Linked DNA regions of Mus musculus: region 2 is linked to region 1. The links are chromatin contacts, called in public promoter capture Hi-C maps. All regions are on one chromosome and are shown on one strand. Each heading gives the region's core, a stretch centred on a gene start, on an enhancer-like site or on the middle of the called end of the contact. The rest is flanking DNA. Distances are from core to core; before and after follow the strand shown.

Region 1 (7,201 bases), core at 2,051-4,550:
TGCTCAAGTATCTTTGGATGACAAACATGTTGTTACCTTATCCCAATGTATAAAACAGCAAAGAGATGTGAGGTTTGGAACAGAAAATAAATCTTCCTACTTCTGTACTTTGGGAGGCACATCCACCAAGCCATTGGCTCCATGGTGTATCCAGCTATTCAACACTCTCTCTCAGTGTGGAAAAGCAGGGGGGCAGGTTTAAAGGCCTACCACCATGTCAGATGAAATCCTCCAACGTGGAACAGCAAACTGGAACACCATATGACACCAGTTTTCTGTTTTCCCACAAAACAAAGAACGCCTCACATGGAAATTTTCAGTTCTAAACAAACTCTTTCCTCTTAAATACCTAAATCTGTGTATTTCAGGCATCACCCCAGATCCACTAATTTAAAAATAGAAAAATACCAAATTTTATCACTATATAAGTGGCTATATAAGCATATATAGGGGGCAGGGGCCACAGGCAAGGGAAATTCCATTTCAACTGGTGAAAATGTTTTGTAATCAAAATATTTTCTGCTCTCAAAGGCTATTCTAAAATAAATAAATGAGGGACTAACGCATTCCTCAAGTAGAAAAACACTGAACAGAACTAAAACGGTTCAGCGGCCAGACAGATTAGAACACCGAATGGAAAACAAAATGCTTTGCTGAACCCATGCGCTCTCACCATGGTGACCACTTGCAACCTTCTTACCTTTCTGCGGCTTGTAAAAAAACCAAATCACTAAGGGCTTGGAAAAGCAGTTATCACGTGTAGTGTGACTTTTTAAAAACCTCCTTTGACCTTACCAACAAACCGCCAACCTTCCCAGCATGGTAAGGCAACCCATAATTGGTTCAGAAAGACACAAGTGTGTGTGTTCCTCTTTCTAGTATCAGTTCCCTTAATAGCAGGACCCTTAAAGAGCCCAGCATTCACTTGGTTTCCATCTCTGCTAATTAAAATCAAGCCCACGTTACTATATCACATTCAGCTTCACTCCAAACATGTCTGACAACAGCTGAAACCACAAAGTCTACTCGCAGTCTTTATAAGAAACCTGCCTCTTCTGGAAACCTAACCACGAAGACACGGGTATCTTTGGTGGTGATTCACCTTCCGGAAGGAAAGCTAAAAACTGAGTATCCACTGGGAAAATAACTGAGGCCTCAAATCAGGAAACAAAAACTTAAACGGTGTTTAGAAACTAATGTCCTCATCACACCCATTACTTTTTAAGACAAAGTGTTAAGTTTCTCTTCGAAACTATGGTAATACATAGATGGAAGCTAATCGGCTGTTAGTACTGTCAGTGATCCCTCACACCTGGGAGACTTGGTGCTAACAGTTCTATCTACAACTAAACATCAAAACACATTTTATGCACCAAGTCTTACCAAAGTTGAGTAGTCTCGGTGCTCATGAACGCTAACATGTCATCCTGTCCGTTTTGTTTTTAATCCAAGGTCTCATAATAAAAACACCCAAATCATTAAAATAACCCACGCATACACTGTAGCCCAAAGCTTCTGGGAGAATAACCACATATGGAACTAATTGGGAAAATAAATTTTGTGAAAGAGTCGTTTCCAATCCTTAGTGTCTAGCTTGTTGCACTACAGTAAAAGACCCCGGCACCTGAAATTATATAGTGGCATTTCGAGGAAAAACAACATAAAGTAAAGTTTAGAAACCTCGGAGATCTTGTGCGACTTCTGCTCTTTCAGCTAGGAGCCTCTAATAGGGTACAGTGTTGCTGTGTCCATAATTACTCCTCTTGGAAGGATGAAAAAGTTCAGCGCCAGTGTCTCCCAGTGTTTCCAGCCCCACTTACACACACACACACACACACACACACACACACAGAGAGAGAGAGAGAGAGAGAGAGAGAGAGAGAGAGAGAGAGAGAGAGAGAGAGAGAACACAAAACAAAAACAAAACCCTGGTTCTGAAGAAATCCTCAGCCCACTCTAAGCAAAGCGGCGTGGGCAGAGAGCCCGGGAGTCTCTAGCGAGCCAGACACTTGCCAGGGGGAAAGCACGCGGCTGTCCTTCCCTTCGCGAACTGGGTTCCTTCCTGGCCGAGATTTGCAGATTCCACCACTAGAGCGACTTTGGCAGCTTCACAATGGGCCGCTTCTCAAGGTCTGAGCGCCGGCCGCTGCCAGGCGCCCTTTCCTAGGCTTCCCACCCGCCCCAAAGTCCACCAGCGACAGGTGGGGCGAGGGTGGCGGTGCCCGAGACATCTGCCGCCTTAGTTTCTGGCCAGCGCCCGGCCGCGATTCCCCAGTCCACAGGCGCTCCTCCGCCACCGCCGGTCCGTCTGTCCGTCACCAGCCGCCGCACCGGCCTCGGCCTCGCCCGCGGGGTGCAGCGCGCACTGGTGGCCGAGATAAGGTCGCCAGGGGCTGTCTCCCGCCGCTATCTGTAGCCCGCAGCCGCGGCTTGTACACCGTTGGGGCCAGAGGCGCGGCAAGCCGGGCGAGCGTTACTTCTCAATGGGCCTCCGCCGGGCCTGCCGCCTGGCGCTGCGGGTAGGGCGAGCCGCCTAGCTGGCGCGCGCCGACGCGCTCAGACTTCCGCACCTTGGCACCGCGGGAGCGTCGCTCCGGGTCGCAGAGTCCCCGCACCGCATGTCGGCGGCGAGCGCACGCCCGCCCGCCCGCCGGTCCGTCCGCTCGCTCGCTCGCTCGCCGCGCGCGCACGGGGCGCACGCCCCCGCACACTCACCCGCGCCGCACACTCCCGCGTCGCCGGCCCCACCCCTGTGCCAGGAAGCTGCGGGCTCTCGCACCCCGCTCGGGCCCCACCCCAGGCTCCAGTCCCCCCACCACCACGCCAGCCATTCGCACCAAGGCTCAGGGACCAGCGCCGCTCGCAGCCCCGGTGTCACCGAGCCATCAGCCATCGCGGAGGCCGGCGCGGCCCGGGGCTTCCCTGCGCTGCGCACACACCGCGCGCCCGGCCGGGACACGAGGCGAGGAGGAAGGGGCGGCGCCGTGCCTGGGGCTGGCACAGTGGCTCGCTGACTGGGGCACCCACACTCACGCGCGTACCCCACCCATCCCCGCCACCACCTCTGCAGCACAAAAGGTTGCAGGAGGAGTGGCGCTCCCCGTCCAACGTACCGGTCGTCCAGGGTTCCGCCGGTTCCTCTATGGCCGGCAGCCGCAGACCCCGAAGCCAAGGGCGGGCGAGGCGCGGGGCTGCGGCGCCGAGGTGTGGGCAGAGGCCGCCAGCGGAGCCAGCCGGGTACCCGCTGCTCTCCCACCGCGCTCGGCGCCAGCTACGGCCCGCCGTAGTCCCGCCTCCTCCCCCGCCTCCGCCCGCCTTCCCGCCTCCTCCCGCGGGCTGCGGAGGCGAGGCCGGGAAGCGCAGAGCCCGCCTCCTGCGCCAGGCTCGCACGCTCGGCTGGGCGGGCGGCTGGGCCGGCGGCGTGAGAGCGCAGAACCGGAGGCTGTTGCGGGGACGGGAGGCGGCGGCGTGATGCCACACTGCTCCCGGACCAAAGTCCGCCGCACCCTCCGGGGAGCCGCAGCTCACAGGCCTGACAATGCGGGCCGCTCCCACAGAGCGGTGTGCTAAACTCTGTGGGGATGGCTGTGATTTTTGAGTTTCTGCTGATCAGAAGTTGAGAAGAGCAGAAGCCCATGAAGTTAAAATTATACTATAATAATAAATAATAATAATAATAAATGTCAACAACTAAATATGGGGGCGGGGTGAAGACTAAATTCTGAGTCACTTGTTTCTCTTCTCTTTTCCTTTCTAGCTTCCTTCCTGTTCTGTCTTTACAAGGTCTCACTCTGTACCCAAGGCCGGACTTAAGCTCCGGAGAACCGTTCTGCCTTAGTCTCCAGAGCGCTGGGATTACAGGGATGAGGTGCCATCCCAACAAGATTTTCTTTTCTCAGTCCATATGCCACTCCCCTGCCGAAGTGGTCAATGCAGCATTACAAATATTTGCTGATATTTATTTAGCTCTAGGTGCCAACCCTTTTGACGCACATTCCCAAGTTTGCAGCTCTCAACTGTGCTAGTCCACATTTTTAAGACAGAAAACATGAGTTACATCCTTGAAGTCACAGACCTTTCATATAGCTGAGCTGTTTGTGTATTTATAAATTTAAATTCAGGTTCCTGCATTGTGTGGCCTTTTAAACGGTGCTTTATCTGAACATAAAGTCATACATTTCATCTAGACTAATACAAACTTAAAGCAAATAGTTCATGTTCCAGAGTCTATATATGTCCCCCAAATTACCAAGGTTAATAAATACACTCTGGCTCCAAGATGTGGCTTCTGGTTTCTCTGCAACTGAAGGACACTTACTCAATTGCTTCTCATATGCTCTGATGTAAGTATCAGAAAAAGGAAGGAAGAGGCCAGATTCATGAATGTTCTCAGTTACTCTTCCCCAACATGATATTCATGTAACTTATCAAATATAGATAGACCCTAGTACACTGTACAGGTATTGAATGCTCAAGTGATTAAATTTTGTTTTATATTTATTTGTTCAGTTGTTTTGTGCCCCCCCCTCCCCGCCCCACCACCATGGGTACCTTAGTAGAAGATGCTCCAAGTATTTTCAGATTTGAACATTTATCACAGCAGTGTATTCTGATGTTCGTTCTTATAAAACTACCTCGGAAACATTACAAATTATTTCAAGAAGCTTAGTTTCATTTTGTCTGAACTCATAATTTTTTTAAGAGAACACCTTGTAACTTGGCCTTTGTTCTGAAATTTTAGCAATGTTCTTTGGCCAGAAGCAATAAAGTTCCGACTAGTCTCTCCGTTCATTAGGCTGAAAGCTAGCCTTGTCTCCAGCTGTCTCCCACTCTAGGTTCCCACCTCTGAGACTCTTCATCCAATCAAAAGTTAGGTTAGTTCTCCAGTGTCACAATGAATACCTAAACTAATTCACTAGGCCAGCATGGTTTTATATGTGGTTCATGATGGTTATGTCTAGAGACTATCATATTTAGAATATGTGGGGCCGCTCAGGATGGTAGCTGTGTGCCTATGAAAGAAGAAAGCAAGATGGAAACACTTTGCGAGCTTTCTGGATGTTCCATTAAGAAAAAGTTAATCCAGGAAGGAAGGAAGGAAGGAAGGGAGGGAGGGAGGGAGGGAGGGAGGGAGGGAGGGAGGGAGGGAGGGAGGAGAGAGAGAGAGAGAGAGAGAGAGAGAGAGAGAGAGAGAGAGAGGAAAGAAGAAAGAAGAAAGAAAGAAAGAAAGAAAGAAAGAAAGAAAGAAAGAAAGAAAGAAAGAAAGAAAGAAAAGAGAGAGAGAAAGAAAAGGAAAAAAGGGGGAGAGAGAGCAAGAGAGAGGACAGACAAACATGCTTGAAAAAGAGTGGCCCCAAATGTTAACTTGAACTTCTAATCCACAAGGCCTTTCAGAACCTAGAGCTCAGGTGCTCTATCTCAAATGTCACCTCTGTGGTTATATCTTGGCCTTGAAATATCCTTCCTCCCCCCCCACCCCCCCAAAAAAATAAAATCACTTCTCAAATGTCACTTGTCTGGGAAGAATTATTCATTGATGGATTACCACTTAGCAAACAGCCAGATTGAAAGAACAGGATAAGTGAACTTAAAAAAAAAAAAAAGATCACACCTGAAACTACAATGGTAGGTATGCAAGAAATAACACATCGACTTTTTTAAAAAAACAGAAAACCAAAAACCTTGTTTCCAGCAGGGTGCCATAAAAAAGTACAGGCCATGGCTATGTCTACCAACACCTTAACTGAATGCAGCAGAGATCTCAGATGCCAAGTAGAGGTCTCCCACAGTGAAGGGGCTGAGATACCACTCCACAGTCCCTACCTGGAAAATGAAGGTGGAGGCTCCTGGGATCAGGGGGCAAAACCAGTCTTGTGGAAGCAGGCTCCACGGCAGCAGAAGATAACTGCAGAGGAGGCATCTGTGGCAAGGAGAAAGGGAAGTGTACCACAGAATCTGCTCTCCTCCTGCCCCGATGCTCACAGGCATCCCTTATCAATCACTCATTTCCCTGGTCCTTTCCAGAACTGCCACTTACAGCCATGTATCACAGTGTGCATGTCCATAAATGGGATGGCCCTGCCTTAAATATATGATCCCTTCCTTTCAGGTCCTTTCCACTCTTCATTTCTTTGTTTAGTTTGTTGTTGTTGTTGTTGTTGTTGTTGTTGTTGTTGTTGTTGTTGTTGTTGTTTGAGACAGGGTCTCTTTATTTAGTCCTGGCTGGCCTGGAGCTCGTTATGTAGAACAGGCTGCCTTCCAACTAGCTTACAGAGACCCTTTTGTCTCTGCCTCCCAACTGCTGAGATTAAAGATGTGTGCCACCGTGCCTGGCTCTTTCCTTCTCTTCACTACTTAAAGCCAAAGCAATATTGAGATGTGGGGCCATTTTGCTGAGCATTTCACATCCTCAGTAATTCATCTTTAGGACCCTGAGGTGTCCTTAGAGCTGGGCCTCAGGCTGCAGCATCCCGGAACTGCTGCTCTCATGTCCTCCATTCCAGCTACAGGGAAACCTCTCAGGAAAGACCTTCTTCTTCTTCTTTCTGTCTTTCCAGTTGCTCTGCCAACCTACTCTTTGGTTTCTGGGATACAGGCTTTGGGCAACTACAGACCATAAGAAGAAATATCCTGAAGGCAATGCCTCTATTCACTGTCACATGAGGATAAGTCCAAAGTGTATGTTGGGGGCAGGGACTAAGGCTTCAACATATTATCCATATTGTAATTAAATTGGACATAGTACTACCGGAGGATTCAGCAATACCTCTCCTGGGCATATATCAAGAAGATGTCCCAACCAGTATGAAGGACACATGCTCCACTATGTTCATAGCAGCCTTATTTATAATAGCCAGAAGCTGGAAAGAACCCAGATGCCCCTCAACAGAGGAATGGATACAGAAAATGTGGTACATTTACACAATGGAGTACTACTCAGCTATTAAAAAGAATGAATTTATGAAATTCCTAGGCAAATGGATGGACCTGGAGGGCATCATCATGAGTGAGGTAACCCAATCACAAAGGAACTCACCCAATATGTACTCACTGATAAGTGGATATTAGCCCAAAACTTAGGATGCCCAAGATATAAGATACAATTTGCTAAACGCATAAAACTCTAGAAGAATGAAGACCAAAGTGTGGACACTGTGCCCCTTCTTAGAATTGGGAACAAAACACCCATGGAAGGAGTTAC
Region 2 (7,201 bases), core at 1,756-4,255, 470 kb after region 1:
AAGCATTGGGAGGTGTGGCCTTGTTGGAGGAGGTGTGGCCTTGTTGGAGAAGGTGTGGCACTGGAAATGGGCTATAAAGCTTCAAAAGACCCAGGCAATTCCTAGTGCTCCCTTTCTGCCTTGTGATTGTAGATCAAGATGTGAGCTCTCAGCTGTTTCTGTGCTTAGACATAATGGACTCAAATCCTCTGGAACTGTAAATTATGTTGAACATTCTCTCTTGTAAGTGTTTTATCATAGCAATAGAAAAAAATAACTAAGATACCTGGCTTATTAAGTTGTATGTGGAAGTTCAGATTCTGTTAATGTTGAGTAATATTTTAAGTTAATAATTTGTGGTTCTAGTCAGCTGGGGGATGAAGAATCAGCAAGCAGCAAGAGAACAGAACCATAAAGTGAAACCTTTGCTCTGTTGGACTACTGATATTACTCAGCTATGGCTGAAGTAAATCAGCTGTGACTAAGAAGGGACCAGCATCACTGAGGCAACATTTATTTTGGAAGTAGTTTCCTGTGGTAGGCACATAGAAGCTGTGGTCCAGAGAGGTCCAAGATTAAAATTCATGTTGGTATCTGAACTTGGTAATGTGTAAGAGTTTACCAGGTGTTACCAAATTTGAAGGTGTGGAAAGAGTCAGAGAGAGTGCCTGAAGCTTGGCACTGTGAAAGGCCAGGAGAAGCCATTGGTGAAAGTGCAGCCTCAATTGTAGCAGAAATCCCAGCATTTTGGAGATGTCAGTAGCCTCAGCATATGTCCCAGGACAGAGCAAATGTGGAGTGGATCTGACCTGATCCTGTGAGACAGGCGGCACATGCTGTGGAATGCAGAGCTGGAGAGGAGCCACCTAAACCCTTTGAGGCCAGAAGATCAGGAGTCCCAGAACTGACACTGAACTCTGTCCTGTTGGACTTGACAATGTTGCTTTTCTTTGATTGTGACTATGCCCTCCCTGTGTCTTCCCTCTTGAAGTAAGAATGTATTTACCTTCTTTTGTGATTTTTCCAGAGCCCACAATTGAGGCACCTGGTATACTTTAGACACACTTTGAACTTTGAACTTTGCCAAATGCTAAGACTCGAGTGTTTTAAAGGGAATGGATTTTGAAAGTATTTGAATTTTTAAAGACTCTGGGACTTTTAAAGCCCAGGATGTATTTTTATATCAAGATACTGCTATTCATATGAGAACTCCAAGGTGAACAAGAAAGGAAAGGTTATGGTTTGATAGTTATGCATTTGTGTGTCAAGCTGACAAGGGTCAGTTGTGTGTGTGTGTGTGTGTGTGTGTGTGTGTGTGTGTGTGTGTGTGTTTATTAACTTGAAGCAAACTTGTAATGAGGGAACAGAGTGAGTGCCAGGACAGCCAGGGCTACACAGAGAAACCCTGTCTCAGGAAAAAAAAAAAAAAAAAAAGAAAGAAAGAAAGAAAATACCTCCATAAGAACAACCTGTTTGGAAACCTGTGGAGAATTGTCTTGATTAGTGATAGATGTGGGCAGCACTAGCCCGGGGCAGGTGGTTCTGAGCTGTATAAAAAGGCAGGCTGAGCAACCTGTGGGGAAGAAGGCAGTAAGCCGTGGTTCTAGGTGGTGGTTGACCTTCCTATTGCTGCAGCCCTTAAACAGGTTCCTCATGCTGTGGTGAACTGCCACCCACCAACCATAAAAGTCCTTCCTTCCTAACTGTAGTCTTGCTACTGTGTCGTAAGTCCCTGATATGCAAAGACTTAGAGGGTTGCAGCTCACAAGTTGAGAACCACTTAGCATAGTGTCTGTGGCCTCACTTCCTGCCACCAGGTTCCTGCCCTGACTTTCCTTAGTTACAGGAGTATAATTTGAGGCTTGAAAGATGAAATAAACCCTTTCCCTTCCCAAGCCAGGTTTGGTCATGGTGTTTTATCACACCAAACTCTAAGACAAGAGGCTTGGATACGTAACAGTGTAACATCTCTTTTTGTGAACCTTTGCTTTTCTTTTCTAAATTTCTCTCTCTTGGGTGTGTGTGTGTGTGTGTGTGTGTGTGTGTGTGCATGCTTGAATGTGGTGACCTATGGAGATGGCATTATTCTTTAAAGGTCATTTTCCTTGATTTTTGAAACAGGGCCTCTCATTGGCCTTGTATGTCAATTGACCTAGCTTGCCAAACACTCTAGGCTGACCGACCAGTGAGCCACCAGAATCCTCCTGTCTCTACCTCTCCAGTGCTGGAATGAAGCTTTCAGCCCAGCAGAGTCAAGTTTTTGTGGTTACTGTTGTTACTTTGTTCTGTTTTTCCTGTGAGTCCTAGGGACTGAACCCAGGTCCTCGTGCTTGGAAAACAAGTGCTTCAGCGACTAAGCTCTCTCCCTCTGGCCCCTTAGTTCTCCCTTTAAGAGTTCAGTTTTCTTTCAGAATATGACTGAGAAAGAAAACATACTGTATTTTAAAAGGATGAATCCATTCAATTCCATTGCTCATCAACATTGTATGCTATCTATAAGTGCAGAGAGGATCTTGGCCTGGGGGAACAAGAGCCAGAGCAATGGGTTAGACATCTCTGTGTAAAACCTGCCCTCCTCCTTTCCATCTCTACAGATTCAGGCAACTTCTGTGCTCCTCTTTTATATACTCAATTGGAAAATGGAGCTAACAATAAGAACTAATTATGTTTTGGGCAAGAGTAAATGAGATAATACACTTAGAGGGCTGATTAAATGAGATGATACATTTAGAGGACCCCACAAGTGACTTTGTGAAAAGGCATCTAGTAAGTATATATTCTAATAGTAGGTTACATGAAATATTGATATCATTATGAAAGTGAGACCTTCCTATCCATCTGTTCCATGTAAGAATAATTATTAACTATGTAACCAAAACATACACCAAGCCTCTTTCCACATTAGAAGAAGAGGAAGTGACTTCAATTAGAGACGAGAGAATTGTTCTGAGTATTTGCTAGAGGAAATGAAGCTGAATGCTATATAAGGAAATGGTCTTTGAAAGGAGAGAGACCAGAGGAAATACAGCTCGAGGAAGGCATTTCTACAGCTTATGCCTAAAACACAGCGCCTGGAGTAGTAGCTTGAATGTTTCTGGACTCAAGGAATCTCAGAAGTAGACCTACAGGGAGGCAAGATAGTTTCTCACTGCCTGTTCTATCACCATGGATGGCATTATCTCAGTGTGGGCTACTGAACGCTGGTGATATCTAGGCAGAATCCAGGAACTCAGTAAGTCGAGGAACAGAGGCCTCTCACGAGGGGTGAGTTGACTATTAAATAAGTCTCTTCAGTCACGTACCTTTACTGAAATATTTTTATCTTCTGTAATCCCGTAGCCTTCAGGACCGAAAGATTTAAACATGTCAGCCTTGTTTCTGGTATAGAATAAATGTTGTAGGTAAAACAGTGTTTCATCCATGCAACAGAATAGTTAATTTTGGAATGGAACAATACTCCTTCCTTACGCTTAGGCAGTGACTAAACAGAGTAAGAGTCTGAAAAATTTTGAAGGGTAGAATAAGAATTACACTCTGTAAACCAGAACAGGAGTTTGCTTGAGGGCTCTGGTCTTTTTGATTTAGGTGTAAGGCGAAATAATTTACTGAGAGTAACTATGACAGGTGTGAGTTAGGTGCCTTGAGACACATTTCCAAGCAGCTGCTGTACAATAGGGAGTCAATTAGAGTTAAATAAAAGAATTGCTGAGCAGCACTTGGTCCCCAACTGAAGAATCCAATCCAATGCAATTAAAGGAAGACAAAGAGAGAGGGCAGGGGATGGAGAAAGGTAGGGAGGCAAAGGCAGAAAGAAGAGAGAGAGAGGCTCTGGACAAGTGAAGGTGAAGACATGGGGAGTCTTTTTGGAAGAGCTCAGTTTAAATCTTAAGAGCAGATGTTGTCCTTTGGGATTACATCGACATTGAAGAGGGAGGTTATCACGGTGTGGTTTCCAGTTGTGAACAGGGAGAAGGAGCTTATGTCAGCCATGCATTTAAGTAATTTTTTCAAACATAGAATAATCTAAAATAAACCGACAAAGTCTATTGAACAAGCAATTAAGTTACTTAATGGTCTGTGCCCCTGTTTAATTGGCTCGTTTCTGAAGATACTCTAACTGTAGGTTATAGGCAATTTTAAAGGGATAATAGATATAATGAAATCAGTAGCAGGAATATGAAAAAATTAAATACAATTAACCAACTGAGCTATAAGGTGATAATTAAAATCATTCATTCATTTAAAGGTGGGATAACTTTTATGCCTTATTGTTCCTATCTGCTACGTTTTACTTTTCCTAATCTCAGAAGCCAGACTATGGGTTTATGTAAGTGGGCTGAAAATAGACATGAAAATAATCAAAGGAAATAGTTTACTTCACATTTCTATTTTTATGGACTGCCAGGGCCAGAAGGGCATTGTATGTATACCCCAAAGACCACATCGCAGAGCGTGGAAGCAGGTCTTGGTTCACGCTAGAGACTTTCATAGATGACTTGTGACCTGGAACTTGGCCATCACTTATTCACTCACCATAGCTACTGATGGCACCAGAATTTTAAGAGCAGTGCTTCAGAGTTAAATCATCATAGTAATGAACAGCCGATTAGCAGAAAGCTGTGCGCATGCTCCAACTCTCACCTACAGCTAATTTCCTTGGGGGCGAAAGCAGGTAGGAAACAGAGTGCTGGAGAAGGTGGAGGGGCATCAAAGGCATGCCTCTGTGTCATATTCTTCTCTGTGCCTGGAAATGCTGAGGCTTTTCTACAATTCCTTTCCCTGTGTAATGTTTTTTTAATCTTAAAATTATTATTAAAAAACTATTATCATCAAGGAAAAATAGCATTTCACGAAGGCTTTATATTTCACCTAGAAAAATCCACTATAAGGAATAAATAGGACTAATTCAAAAGGTATCATAGAAGGAGAGGTACACCGTTACAACATGACTATCGGGATCATCATGAGTTTTTAATCTATGTTATTTTTTTTTTTGTTTTATGATACATAAATGATATAAATGCATGTGTTTATAACTAGATATATGATTATTCTCTCTTTTTCTTAACAGAAGACAGTATCGTTTTATACTTGTGGAAATGGCCACAATCCTATTCATCTTACAGTTATGGAGGACAGCCATCCACAACAACTTTCCTGGGTAAATTGCTTTTGCCAGTCCTATGTTCCTGCTTCAGGAATTTGAAGAGCTTCTGTGAGCCTTTTCTAGTTCCCAATAGACATCGACATTCCATGGGTCTTGGCTCCCCTGCCTACATTCTCCAAGTACATCACCCCAACCGCTGCTTCCAAGAAAATCTGTATTTCTGATCTTTTTCCTCTCTGTAACAAAGTCCTGTGGGACTACATTGGGCTGACACGGGTATATAATCGAGAATAATCATGCTTTTATAGCCCCTCTAATTTACTGAGACCTTCAAATAATTCTTTGCTGTAATATAATCTCGAGTGCTGATTAGTAGAGCATGGATATCTGGAGAGGCTGTTCTTCAGCTTATCACAGACTATTATGGTCATTATTGTAGACCTTGCTATTAGTACATTTTAGTACCAGGAGAAAAACACATGCTGAGTTTAATTTTTTTTAACCCCATTTTACTCAGTCTGCAAAACAAGAACTACTCCCCGATGAACAGCTCTTACCATGTGAGGGAACAAAACATTAGTAACCAATAGAATTGATTATCACCAAGGGTCATTGTTATTTTATGTATCAATAAATTTTTAAAGAGCATTGTTAATAAGCTTATTTTCTACCTAATGTAAGAGACATTGCAATTCTATGCATGTTGAGATAAAATAAAAGTGTCTTTTTTTCTTTTTTGATACAGGGTCTCCCTATACAATATCTAACCTGGGCTGGCCTGGAACTCACTAGGTAAAGCAAGCTAACCTAAGTCAGGGATTCTCTTGGTTTTGCTTGAATTAAAGTCATCTGCCACCATGCCTATTTAATACATAAGTATTAAGCAGGCAAAACCTTGCTGCTATGTTTTCTGAAGACTATCTAGCTCAGAGATGGCTCACAACACTCCTTTCAACATTACGGGTATTGTGATATTTTGATTTGCAATGATTTTTGACATGTTCCTTCCAAAGTCGGACTTTCCAACATTAATCTCCAAAGCAGTGCATGAGCAAGGTGGGGACTTCAGTGCTGTTTAGTTCTTGAGGCTTACGCTCTGAGAAATTGATTACTATACCTTTAAAAGATGTTGGATTTTTGGAGGGGTTGTTCTTTCCTCTTCTCTTTTTCCACAGAAGAACACAGGGCTCAGTGCCCCTTTTTCCTGCTTTCTCCTGTATGATAATGAAATTGCAAAGGCCACATCAGATCCTAGAGGCTTATTCTTGGACTTCCCAGACTCTAGATTTATAGTAAATATTTTCAGTTCTCTTTTAATCAACCAGTCTGCAGTTAACAGTAGAAAAGGAACCACGTGATGGTTTGAATAGGTGTGGCCCCAATAGAGTCATGTGCTTAAATGTTTGACCATAGGATGTGGCACTGCTAGAAGGTGTGGCTTTATCGGAGGAGGTGTGGTCTTGTTGGAGGAAGTTTGTCACTGTGGAGGAGGGGCTTTAAGGTCTTAAATGCTCAAGCTACACCCAGTGTGAAAAAAAAAAATCCAGTCTCTTCCTGGCTGCCTTCTGAAGAAGATGTAGAATTCTGAGCACCCCAGCACCATGTTTGCCATACTTCTGCCATGATGATAATGGACCTCTGAAACTGTAAGCCAGCCTCAAATAATGTTAGCTTAAGAGTTGCCTTGGTCATGGCTACTCTTAAGCAATGGAAATACTAACTCACAGCAATGTGTCTCCTCACAGCAATGGAAATACTAACTAAGATAGACTAAGATACTCAGTTATGTACGTAAACGTGGTTCTTGAAATATCTCAAGTCACGCAATGCTTGTGAAGGCTAAAATGCCTGTACATATATATTTTAAGATTTAGCTGTGCCCATTAGTCTAGTACTCTAGGCACTAAAAGTAATGGTACTGGTTCTTCTGTAAGATGCTCCTATAACAGAAAGATGTTCTGGTCTAGAAATGACAGTGCGATCATCTGCAGCCTGCATTTTGTACCCAAAGGGCACCAAAGTAATTAAGTCTACTTTATTTAACAGAAACCTCCAGATCTCTGGCTGACAGCTTTTTCATAGCCAGGATGGATAGGAGTGTAATAAAAACACAAT

The links. Promoter capture Hi-C pulls out the DNA fragments that hold promoters and counts their contacts.
Region 2: a contact with region 1 is called in a promoter capture Hi-C map of liver, with 2.8 times the contacts expected there. The contact joins the promoter of 1810006J02Rik here to the promoter of Macir in region 1. A contact is called at or near these places in 4 of 39 promoter capture datasets (hippocampal neurons, liver and stem cell-derived epiblast-like cells) and 1 of 115 datasets of contacts at active chromatin or transcription factors (pancreatic cancer cells).

Annotation. Positions count from the first base shown.
Region 1 is chr1:97,658,718-97,665,918 of GRCm38.p6, forward strand. It overlaps Macir (macrophage immunometabolism regulator), which reads right to left and starts at 3,301. Exons shown (of 3, transcript NM_133825.3): 1 at 3,114-3,301.
Region 2 is chr1:98,128,462-98,135,662 of GRCm38.p6, forward strand. It overlaps 1810006J02Rik (RIKEN cDNA 1810006J02 gene), which reads left to right and starts at 3,006. Exons shown (of 3, transcript NR_040439.1): 1 at 3,006-3,243; 2 at 5,051-5,140.